Regions from separate parts of the Gasterosteus aculeatus genome. Here region 1 is linked to region 2. Evidence: chromatin contacts called from public Hi-C data. All regions are on one chromosome and are shown on one strand. Each heading gives the region's core, a stretch centred on a gene start, on an enhancer-like site or on the middle of the called end of the contact. The rest is flanking DNA. Distances are from core to core; before and after follow the strand shown. Region 1 holds the start of lrrfip1a (leucine rich repeat (in FLII) interacting protein 1a). Region 2 has its middle 8.9 kb from the start of trim63b.

Evidence for each region. A called contact is a pair of places that touch in the nucleus more often than the background predicts.
Region 1: a Hi-C map of skeletal muscle shows a contact between it and region 2, with 8 times the contacts expected there. The contact joins two enhancer-like sites. A contact is called at or near these places in 4 of 6 Hi-C or Micro-C datasets (skeletal muscle, tail fin and whole body).

The regions. Positions count from the first base shown.
Region 1 is chr16:2,567,752-2,573,678 of fGasAcu3.hap1.1, forward strand. It overlaps lrrfip1a (leucine rich repeat (in FLII) interacting protein 1a), which reads left to right and starts at 4,950. Exons shown (of 28, transcript XM_040200957.2): 1 at 4,950-5,522. The coding sequence starts at 5,433. Within about 2 kb of position 1,905, at least 1 of the 9 cell types and tissues checked has open chromatin away from gene starts, as enhancers often do.
Region 2 is chr16:2,452,964-2,459,197 of fGasAcu3.hap1.1, forward strand. No RefSeq gene overlaps it. Among protein-coding and RNA genes, the nearest start is that of trim63b, 8.9 kb to the left of the region's middle. Within about 2 kb of position 2,203, at least 1 of the 9 cell types and tissues checked has open chromatin away from gene starts, as enhancers often do.

The DNA of each region.
Region 1 (5,927 bases), core at 655-3,154, 110 kb after region 2:
AATGTATTTATAATCTAAAGAATGTCATAATGTCAACTATGGAGCTGCAAAGGTGATCTGGTTACCCTAGCTTAGCATAAGACAGACACTGTTTCTGTGTTATGCTAAGCTCGCCATGTCATTAGGTTTTACTCAAGTCACCATTGCCCTCATTTTAAAAGGAGTCCTTAATAGTCGTTATAAAAAACATGCCGGTTGATTAGAAACCCGTTCAGCTCCAACCTTGGGGGCCTCCAGCAGTGACCAGCCCACCGCTGCCCCCCCCCTGTGGCACCATGCTGCTGGAGGCCAGCTGGAGGGAAGGGGGTCCCTGGAGAACCGGAGCCGGGAGCGTCTGGCAGGTTCTGCTGCAGTATCAATGACAAAGCTTACGGCCGCCCACAAAAAAAGGGAACAGAAAAGGAAAAAAATCTGGTGGGCAGTCATTAGGAAGGTCTGTAGAAAGCCAGAAATACACGGGTTATGAGAGGATGCTGTATCCCACAGGAAGTTATGGTGAGAATTGTTTTGAATATCTTTAACACGTCAACAACAAAGTGGAAAGTTCCCCTAAACACACTCTTTTTAACTTCCTTGGCCAACGAGAAGCCAGATGTGGTAGGAAATTTAATTAGGGGGACGGTTTTATAGAGCGCAGAACAGCTTGTGCGCCCTTGATGTTGTTCGTACCGTGTGAAGAAATTGAGACATTTTTTATATTTTAAATTCAATACTTGAAACCATATTGTTTTTTCTTTTCAAATAAATACATGGCTTGTATAAGTAGGGAATGTCTTTTTGATAAATGGCCATTAATAAAATGTACAATATGAATCTGATGACGTACAAAGGCATTGTGTGTGAATAATTGTTATGTGTGTCATTGATGTTAGCCTTGTAATGGACTTAATAAATGCCTGAAAATAAAAAAATAAAAAGATGCAGTAAAATAAGAAATGATCTCAAAATGTGACTCCCCCACTCCAGGAAAAATGAAACAATATCCATAACCGAACCAGCATAAAGCAGCACATTGTCGCACATTGGAAATACTTTCAACATTTGGACTGTTCAAGTTTTTTTTTTAATTATTTTGTTGTTGTTTTTAAAGGAAATGGCGGTTAACAGGCCTCGGGGGAGCTCTTCACTCAGTTTAATGACAGGCAAGAGACCATGAAGGAGAACAATCAAACCAACATCTGGCACAGACACAGACTGAGGGGGTTGGTACTAAACCCATTGAGGAAAAGGAGTCCAACAAACGGAACACTGTCCCCTGTATCGGGGAGATCTGATCAATAATGTGTGAACCACTGTGAGGTGTCTTCTGGAATAAAACCATTTTCTGGAGCTGATCAGGTTGTTCCGCAGGTTTGTTCCCTCTGATTGTAACTCTGTAGGCTACACAATACAAACACAAAAAGAGTGTAGTTCACGTGCCTCATGGCAATTCCTCAATTGCATACACTCTTACAATGATCGTACTGATTCCAATAAAACTGAAACAGAATACAAACTTTCTCTTAACTGTATGACAAATACAAAAGAATACATATACAAGCGAAAATATATATCATACCGAACAAACTAACACAACAACAGACACACAAAGCCTGTGGATGACGCGCCTAGGAGGACAACATGGTATTAGTGTTAGCTAGCTAAAAACGGACAGTATTACAGACAATAAAACAGCTACAAAACACATCACTAACTTAATAAAAACACGAGTTTAAACAAAGACAACTGACATCCAAAATAATAAAGCTAGCCACACCATGAATGAATATTAATTAAACATTGTCCACAGACATACAGAAACACGTTAGCTGATGGCAAATACTCACTCGCATAGAGGATATGACAACTGGTATCATCTCTTGGTCCGTGTAGGTACCACTTTGTAGCAGCAGGTGGCTTAGTTCAGCTATTTTAGGAGGATTTGAATGGAACCGTTTGAACTATGTAACATGAGCACCAGGCTTTGTGAGCATGCTGACATGTGGAGACGTTTAAACTGTAAAGGAAACCCGGGACCTCCGACCTGGGCTTATGTTACATTATTCTACAGTTTTAATGCTGCCAATGATTGTGTGTGTGGGGGTCGGATGAGATCAGTGGTCCCCAAACTTCTTCTGCCAAGCCCCCCTTGGATGATATGGGAACATTGAAGTCCCCCAGCCCCCCTCCACCCTCTCCACCTCAAATTAGTTGTACCATCTTTGCTTTGAATTCATTGCAGTGTAATATTTAAACTATAAAATATAAATTTTATTAAAGACAGGATGATAATAAGGATCATAATCATTCTTTATCTCAGTATGTTCACATGGTCTTGTAGACTCAGTGGGCTGCATCCTGTCTGCCGCCAGTATTTTAAGACACACACTGGGGTGTTTCTTCCTGGCTGACCATGGTGCTTGTAAAAAGAGACGGATATGCCTCCTTAGGAGCCATACTCCTCCAGCGAAAGTATGAAGAGCAGTTGTGAATGTGTGCTTCCCTGAATGTTTGCTTCCCTGCACGCTATGTCTGTTTTCAACAATAAAACCACACAAGCTGTCTGTAACAGACTACAAAACCACTACAACAACAGCACAAAAGAGATAAAAGTACATCAACAACAGAGTTACCTCCCATCATCTGATGCAGCAAACATCGCTTAATAAAACCCCTCGATCCTCACATTGCTCACCAGGCTGAGATCCTGAGCTCTGTTGAGGACCATGTGGAGATGTCTCCTAAATGCACGTGTTCATGATGGACCCCTAGTGGTGCTCAAGCACCTGCCCTTTTGCCCTGGGGGAGAAAAGGCAAAGAAAGAAATGTTTTCCTTCATTCATCAATATTTTAAAATTACTCTCTTGGTCATCAATTCCCCCCAAATGTATTTTCATATCTGACGGGACATTTATTTGCGTTTGGCCCCAACATGCTCACAAGCCCCGCCCCCTCCTCCACTTAGTGCGCGTGCAGCGCTGCGCGCCAAACAGCTGCAGCGTCGGACAAACAGGTAATGACGGTGCTCGTTAAACGTTGTTTAATGATAAATTAACCACGTTAGCGCCGCTGGGAACATTAGTCGCAACTGGTCGGAAGGTTCCTAAAAAATAGACAAACAAAAAACTCCGTGATTTCAAAGCTTCCAGCTGTTTACTGACGTTTGTCATGTTCAATGAAGACAGAGAGCGAGAGATAAACAGGCAGGAAGAGCCTTTTCATTCATCTTACAAATTAGAGACGAGCACCGTTCTAATATAACTGTCAGTATGGCAGTAAATATATTATTTTTTAATACATTCAAAACTATTTTGTACTTTTTTTAATATTTCACTATAATATGTACCAAAAATGTCTATTCAAAGTTCTAAATGTCAAATACTCCCATCCTACAGCGGGTGTTGTACTCCTGAATTCATCCCTGCCAAATGGCAGTGCCAGACTGGACCTCCCCCCCACCAGAAGTACCATCTTAACCCTCAGGGTCTGCACCGGTCTACTCAAAGTGCCATTGTGGAGCAGGGCTCGTCCTGGCCCCTGGGAGCCTTTTTCCTATTAAAAGTTCTCTTCACTAGAAAAGACTGAGAGGATTCAGAAAAAGAGTGAGTATTTTCCAGTTAAGCAGCCGCAGCACCTTCAAACAGGCCCTTCTTTGTTGTGAGAGTGCTTCAACTTGTGTTCCAAAAAAACAAAAGTAAAACCAAAGTCTACTCCCGTTCTCATGTTCACCCCCACCTGGACCGTTCTGAGCTAGACCTCGCATGGCATTTTTTAAGGTAGGCAAACAGTGAGGCAAATGTTTTTTTCCCAATTTGCTGTTGTTTTTACTTGCTTTCTACTCCGCTCTATCATGCAGCTGCAACATATCAGAAACAGCGTGTGCATACAGCTCAAACTTTTAATAAAGGCAACCCTCAAAGCAGTGCCACTGCAAATAGCATGCTTTTGACATACATTCCCTCTTACAACATGTCTAAGTTCTGTACGATGAAGTTGCTATTGTACGTCTTTCAAGAAATGTCCTCTTTACATGTGTTCACATAGGCGACACATAGTTCCTGCAGACTGCAGTGACGCCAACCCTTTGCAATACACCGTATCACCACAAGTGGGCGTTATTGTAACACCACCGTCTGGTGGTAATAAAAGTCCATTCTCACAGCCTATAAAAGTGTGTTAAATAGCCTTGATATTTATTTATGACTTTTTAGGGGGGTGGGTTAAAAATAAATGCTGAAAAATACAGCCCAATTACCACCACGAAAATTAAATAAAACATTTAATAATAAACTTTAATTTCATTCACATAATCAACATACACAAATATAAATATGCAAAAACAAACTACTTCCTGTAGAAGTTATAATTAAATACAAGATAAAAATTTGAAAATGAACATTGAAAAGTGAAGTCTACTCTTCTGGACGCACTCCACTGAGCCAGTATGCGATGTGGACTGAGATGCTTTTATCTCTAAGAAACGCCAACGTTTTAAGAGCTCGCTGGTCATCATCAAAAATAGCAGAGGGGGTGTGAGAGAGTGCGATAGCCCATGTAGGAGCTGTGGTTTCTGGCTGAAACTCAAGCCGAGAATCCGTTCAGAGTCGCCGTCAAAGAGTTTGATGCTGCGTTCACGTGCTCTGAGTAAACTCGGAACCCGGAACAACGCGCCATGCTTTCATTAGGGTCTAAAATAGTATGAAACACGTTTTCATTTTGAAAACAATTGAAGATGCTGAGAAACTGGACTGCGCGAACAAATTATTCAATCAAAAATTAAATAAAGCAACGGAATGTGTATTAGCAATTATTTACTCGTCAGAATATGTCAAGCGCGTCGGAATCATGCAAGAAAATTGATCTGATTCAAGTCATTAAGGTAGCTACCATCTAATTTTGCTTCACCGAATGACCAGCGTTGGCATCGCCAGTCGCGTATCCGACACCACGTGAAGGCATCTCGACTGAGCACAGCCTTTGAAGTTGGACAGTTGTGACAAGTCCAGTGTCTCGCTGTGAATCCGCCGCGAGTGACTTAAACGCCTCGCGGGGTCTATTAGTTCACACGTTTCACGTGTTCAGGCGTCGGCGGGGGTCGCAGGAGGCTCGGGCAGGTAGAGGCACACGGGAGACGCGTCACGGGGACGGAGCGCGGCGCTGACGTCGCCAGCAGACGCTCGGGAGGCGCACGTGGTTCCAGATGCCATCACAGCTTGACGCAGAGCCCCGCGCCGCGCCAGCAACACAGGAAGGAGAAGCGGGCGCCGCTACGCGGATGTGAGACGATGGTCCGCGCCGTGCGCCTCCACACGCGCTCCGCTTTTCGCCTCCGCGCCTCCGCGTTGACGTTTTAGCGAGACACCCGTTCGCCCACCGGACTCCGCGGACTATTCGGCGCGCTTTTTGGAACCACGAGTGTGACTTTTTTTGAGGGGTCAGTGAGCGGAGGGAACATGGGGACTCAGGGAACAGGACGGAAGAGGTCCACCAAGAAGGAGAGGTCCACGGCCGAGGACGATGCCCTCAATCTCATAGCGAGAGAGGTGAGTGGACGGAGTCCCTTCTGAAGACTAAAGAACCGAGCCCGGAACGTCCAGGCTGACTGGCGTGTCCTTACAGTTACTCGCTGTCAGTTACTTCTCATTTTTATTTTTAAAAAGCAGAGTTTATTCAGACTTTAACCCACCGGACGAAAAAAGTAGCGCTAAAAGCGAGCGGTGTCCAGTGACCAGAATAGGCTCCTGCGGTCTGTGCCTATTAAACTAACACTATCTATCTATATCTATATCTATATATCTGTCTATGCCCTCAGCGTTTAACGTTAAATGTCTATTTCAACCCGCAGGGGACACATGAACTGGTGAGGACGCTGGTTGAAATGGGGTATTGTTTCCTGGTGACATGGTTACTGAATGGAAAAAGGCATTAATCCAACAGAAGAAGAAGAT
Region 2 (6,234 bases), core at 953-3,452:
TACTATTCTCCACTGTGATTTCAGATTTTTACAATTTGAAATGTGACGACTACAGTATCCGATTTCCACAGTATTTTACGCATATGTTCGGTATACACCAAATGAAATGTATACGCCAAAATCTGTTGAATGTTGAATCTGTTGAAATCTGTGAATAGTAACAATTGGATTGTAGCTATCTGAGATGGGAGTGTTTTTACGAGCGTTCACTGAGATGGTCAAACAACTCTACCGTGGCAAATCCCCGGGGATTACCGAGATCCACCCGGAGATGCTGAAAGCAAAGGTTGTTTGGGGGCTGTCTTGGATGACACGCCTCTTCAACATTGCGTGGAACTCTGGGACAGTGCTTTAAGAGTGGCGGGTGGTGGAACCTCTCTTCAAAAAGGGGGACCAGAGAGCGTGTGCCAATTACAGGGGGGTCACACTACTCAGCCTCTCTGGTAAAGTCTAGAGAGGAGGGTTTGGCCGATAGTCGAACCACGGATTGAAGAGGAACAATGTGATTTTCGTCCTGCTCTTTACTCCAGCAGGAATCATTGAGGGGTCCCGGGACTATGCTCATCTGGTCTACATGTGTTTTTTTTTTTTGTTTTTGTTTTTCTTGGAGAAGGTGTATAGCCAGGTCCCCAGTGAGATAATGTGGGAGGTGCTGCTGGAGTACGGGGTGAGGGGGTCCCTACTTGGGGCCATCCAATTCCTGTACGGCCAAAGCGAGAGCTGTGTTCGGTTGTAATTCAGAGTAGTTTCCGGTGGGATTGATCTTCACCAGGCTACGCCTTGTCATTACCCCTGTTTGTGGTATTCATGGACAGGATATCAAGGTGTAGTCGTGGGCGTAGGGCGTCGTTGCATTTTGCAGATGATGTTTCAAGCACAACCTGCTTCCTATTTTGCACAGTTGTACAGTTTGTGGCTTTTCTTTCTTTTAGCTCATACAGGGAGACTGCTTGTGGCATGGTGACTAGCCACTGGTGACTTTTGGTGGAAGAGGGAGGCCAGAACCAAACTATTGGGTCCTTATCATGAACAAATATATGAATGCATCACATAAATTGAAGCGTTGGTCTTGGCTGCAATAAGCACTAATCCGTTTTAAAATACTCCAAACATGGCAGTTCAAAAGCTGCACAATTAAAGAGTATGAATCCTAAATATCTCCTATTCTTGCCAGTTTTGAAGAAAATTATCGAATTATTCCTCTGTTTCTGCAGTGCAATACGGCCTCCCGCCATCTTGCATGACATTGCTACATTGGAATGGCGTTTTGGGGGTCGATTTTGTGCTGGCAATCGTCACTCTCAAGCATTATTTTACGCTCGCAATCCACATTTTTACTGTCCCGTTCGTCTGCCATGAGGCCTACACAAAAGCCTTCCATAGAGTAGTTCATCCTCAGTCTATCAACGTGAAACTTTACAGTTCTGTCCAAACACTGTATCTACACTATCATGTAGATGTGTAGCCTGATATCTCTCTTCACAGGAGTTTTTGGAGACCATTTACAAAATTGGATTTCTTTTTGGAAACATTGCTATATTTCTTTACCAGTAACATATAAACTGGTTTTTACACAAAAAAAGAGGCCTGTCAGCAGCCTAGCGTCTTTAGCAAAGGTAATTACAAACAGTTGGCTTCTTTTACCAGGGGTCAAAGGTGATATCTGTCTTTTGTCATATAGCCACAGGCAACATGCTATAAAGGGGTCGACGTTGGTGCAGGACAACTTTCCTTGCTGCAGCGAGTAAAGTGTTGCATTCAGTTAGATATAAGCTTACTTTTTTCTTTTTTTTCTATTCTGACAAAAGTAGCAGATTGAACTCTCCCGCTAGATGTCGCAACCTTTATATAGTGCTGACAGCTACTTTCTTAGGAAAATACTTTTTTTAGCATTTTTATTTGCTTTTCTCAACCTACATGATTTCTACATGTTTTTTTGGGCAATCGTTTCTAACGATAAAAAAAACTCTATAAATATAGTATATAAACTATAAGATTTCCTGGATGTTAACTGGTTAGTTCCGTTCGCTGTATTCTCTGTCATCACTGGCAGAAATGAGGTCAACAATTGCTGAGTCTTTAGAGAACTTGCGGGTGGGCGTTAACGGAGTTGTTTTGGAAGTAAGAGGTCTATGTGGAGAAGAGAACTGGAGCCAGAACAGGTCCTTGTGGGGCCTCCATGCTGACTCACTCCCCCGTATCCGCACATACTGTGGACGGTTGGTGAGGTAGTCCGGGATGCATACAGAGAGGTGGTGGTCCACCCTGGTCCGCTGCAGCTTGTCCCACAGAAGCAACGGCTTGATGGTGTTGAAAGAACTGAAGAAGTCAAAGAACATGAATCTCACAGTGCTTCCAGTCTTTTCCCTGTAGTCCCATGATAGCTGGATAACATTGGATGGAGGAAAAGGTCACAATAGAGATGAGATGAACAGCAGGGGGCAGTCTTCACCAACAATTTGTCTGACATGTCACATAGTGCTAACTCTTAAATACTATTAATACTAAAATATATAATATGTTTAAATTGTAAACCCAGTGTGGGTGCCAAAGCAAGGGAAGTGGTGGGAGGAAGAGGGAGGAGAAGGAGAGAAACTTTCCAAAGGAATTGCGTTCCATTGTAAAAGTTATGGGACAGATATCAGCTGGACTGCATTAGAATGATCTTTGTTGCAAATCATGTAAACAAACTTGCAGCTTTTCAACTTGCCTGACAGTGTGTGTGTCTCAACAAGCCACATCTGCATCTTGCAGGATTCATAAATCACTTAAGTTTACCTTGGTCTAGCATGGAAATGGGCACGTTTCCTCAAGAATGCTTACATTTGTCATATATACAGACAATAAAGTCCCTGAAGCAACTCTCCACCGTGGTCAGACAAGTCCTGTGTCCTCAAACCAGCTCATGAGAACCAACAGAACGGGAAAATCCATTCTCATAGACTCATGGCGCTTCTCAAAGCAGCTGTTTTCATGTGACCTCAGCGACAGTTCACAGATAATGGCCATCATGTCTCTCTTCCAGGAGATTCCCTAATCCACTATTAAAAGTCAAGATACTGTGTCCAGCAGGCCTTGGACTTGGCTTAAACTGTCCCACTGCCAGCCAAAACTCAACGGGTCTTTTCGTGTGTCCCCCATGTGCCTTTCATTCATGTCCTACTCCCGGGGACTCAGCCTTCAGACTTTTTGTAATTACAGAGGAAATTAAGTGAGGAAAAAGAATACAGATCACTGGCCGTGGACAAACACGCTATGTTTTTGCTCCATTCTGCCTCAAACTCTGCTCTTATTTGAACAAGACTCCAGGTTAAATATAAAGTTCCTCTTGATACCAGAAACTTTCTTTTCTTTTTTTCGAAAAAGGCTGTTTTATTGTTATATGATACCTTTTGGAAAGCATTAGGCCGAGGGAATAACATGGCTAGGAGGATAAAACAGAAATTAGTCTGGCTGCATATGAATCTAAAACAGATGGAATATACCCACGTCATCAACAACTTCTTTCAGTCTTAGGATCTTTTTTCTCACACATGAAACTTATCTATAAGAGGATGTGGTGGTCATACCAAATGACATACTATGAAAAATCAAAGACCAATATTGATGTTGCGGAGGAGGGATGGATGAGTCCAGCAAACACAAGACGATTAAAGCACTGTTTTTGTCGGCTAAAACTTTTATAACGTAACACGAGCCCGAAACAAGCTGTTCTGAGCAACATTTAAAACGCATATTGAAGTCTATGTGAAAATGACTGTACTTCTCTATGATTTCAGTTATTGGTCTTAATCTCTAGTTTCAAGTCTTCCTAAGTACAATTTGAGGCTCATCTAGAGATCAAAATGGGCCATAATGCGGACTGCGCTTTAGGGTGGGCTTACTGTGATTGACAGGTTGCTGCCACAGCAATATGCGGCGTCTCTAGGTCACTCTTCCAAATTCCACAGTAACATCTGTTTATAGGTTGCGAAAAAAACAACAACGTGATGACGGCCGTAATCCGTAGATAGCAACTTGAGGTTTCCAAACGTAAGAGCAAAGATCAAAATCGACGACGTCACTGATTCCACTTCTTAAAGTCTGTCTATAGGTACTGAGTTGTTTGGTCAGTGATGCTCCACTTACCCCTCAAGCATCGCAACGGCTGGATATTTCAGCTTTGCCGCAACTTTTTGGAATAATATAATTCTTTAATTGAACTAAATCAAATCAAAGCAACTATTATTGAATTTTAGGTGTTTACCAGTGTGTTTAAAAGTGTCATTATGAGTTTTGGGTTATAGAACCTGTAGTTAGTCCCAAGATTTTAGAATAATATGCAAAATGCACAAGCTCCATGTTTTAGTAACAATGCAGTATGTCCTTTGTTGACAGTTTGTTTGAATCATCTACAATCTACAAACATTCTGCTGTAACTGAAGAGCATCTTAAGAGCATTTGACAGGATGAAGACTATATAAACATCACAAAGTGGTCTGGGAAGAATGTGAGCTGGAATGTGTGAAGAATTCCACTTTATTCCACTTTACAGAATATATATATATATATTAGGGGTGTAACGATTCATTTTAACAACGATTCGATATGAATCGCGATTCATGGACAATCTGGGTTAATTTAGAACGATTCGATTCAGTGACTTGAAATCGATCCAGTAACTTTACTGGTTAGTGCAGGCAAAGTTTCCGAGATTCCGGTTTAAATAATTATGGATATTATAAACAAGCAAACAATTAATGGCAAATGTATTAACCTTTTATTTGAATCAAGTGCAGCCATTTTCAATGTAAACATTACACAATAATTACACAATGTTTGGATCCATTCACAGAACCCCGGATTTTCAACCACATTGTAGGGTCGCACGTCTTTACAGATAAACTTGGCAATTGTTCCTGTGATGTTGAGTTTGGTGCTGGCGAGGCCTGAGGTGTCTGCAGAGCTGGAGTTACCTTCTGCTGCTGCAGCGGTAACGCTGCTAGAGGTCCTGACTATCGGTGTTGTTTAATCCCACGGCGCCTTAGTAGACGGCCGGAAAGATTCGTCGTGTTTCCGTGTTTTTTATTTGGCTTCTACATATTCTACAAACAGTGACCGAAAGCCAAAATGTTTTCACACGCTGGATCGATAAGTTGGTTTGTAAATGTCTCGCTCGCAGTCGTCTCCTCTACGCTGTGTTTTGTTGTTGTTCCGAGTTTCGCGCGGCTGCCGGTGGGTACTGATGACATCACAGACAGGCGGACTGAACCGAGTAACGTTTAACATGTCTAAAGTGCTAAAAAAGAAACAAACAAACACACATCCACACCGTTTTTGTACTTTAATCCAATGTGCAGTTTCCAAGTATCGATACAAATCAATTTGTAATCGATATATGTCGTCCTGAATGCCGATTTGCGGAGCACAGATCGATTCAGTTGGATTGCAGGAATATAAATCGATTAATCGATTCAGTGGATGAATCGTTACACCCCTAATATATATACATAGATACATACACTCACCGGCCACTTTATTAAGTTCACCTAGTAAAAGGTTGGACCCATTTTGCAGAACTACCTTAGTTCTTCACTGCATACATCCAACATTCCTCAGAGGTGTTGGTCCATATTGTCATGATAGCATCACGCAGTTGCTGCAGATTTGTCAGCTGCACAGCTATGATGAATCTCCTGCTCCACCACATCCCAAAGGTGCTCTATTGGATTGAGATGTGACTGTGGAGGTCAGTGCCCCCCCTCCGTTGACCGGACCGTCCGCGTCCGCGCACCCCCCTCCCGTCGATGCAATGAATATCAATGAATGAACGTTTACTCAAAAAAAAAGATCAGTTCAGACATACTGGAAAATACCGGGATACCATCAGAACCTTACAAAATAGCGTCAGATTCATTTTTGGCCATACTGCGCCCAGCCCTAATTAAATATATATATATATATATATATATATATATATATTCCAGATTTCTAAGGTGATCTTCACAATACCATCAGGGGAAAGCAAGTGCTAATGAACAGCCTAACGTAGTGTTTTGCTGCAATAGTCCATCTTCATAGCAAGCTCACATACAGTATAAAGGAATGGAAACATCTGTTGGATTGGAGAGAATGTGGTCAGAAAAGGCTCATAATGAGTTTCTTACCTCCCCCCGCCCTCTGGGGATCCAGCTGAATTCCTCTTGTGATGCAGCTGTTACCTAAACTGGAGGTCAAGGGCCTGGAGGAGCCACA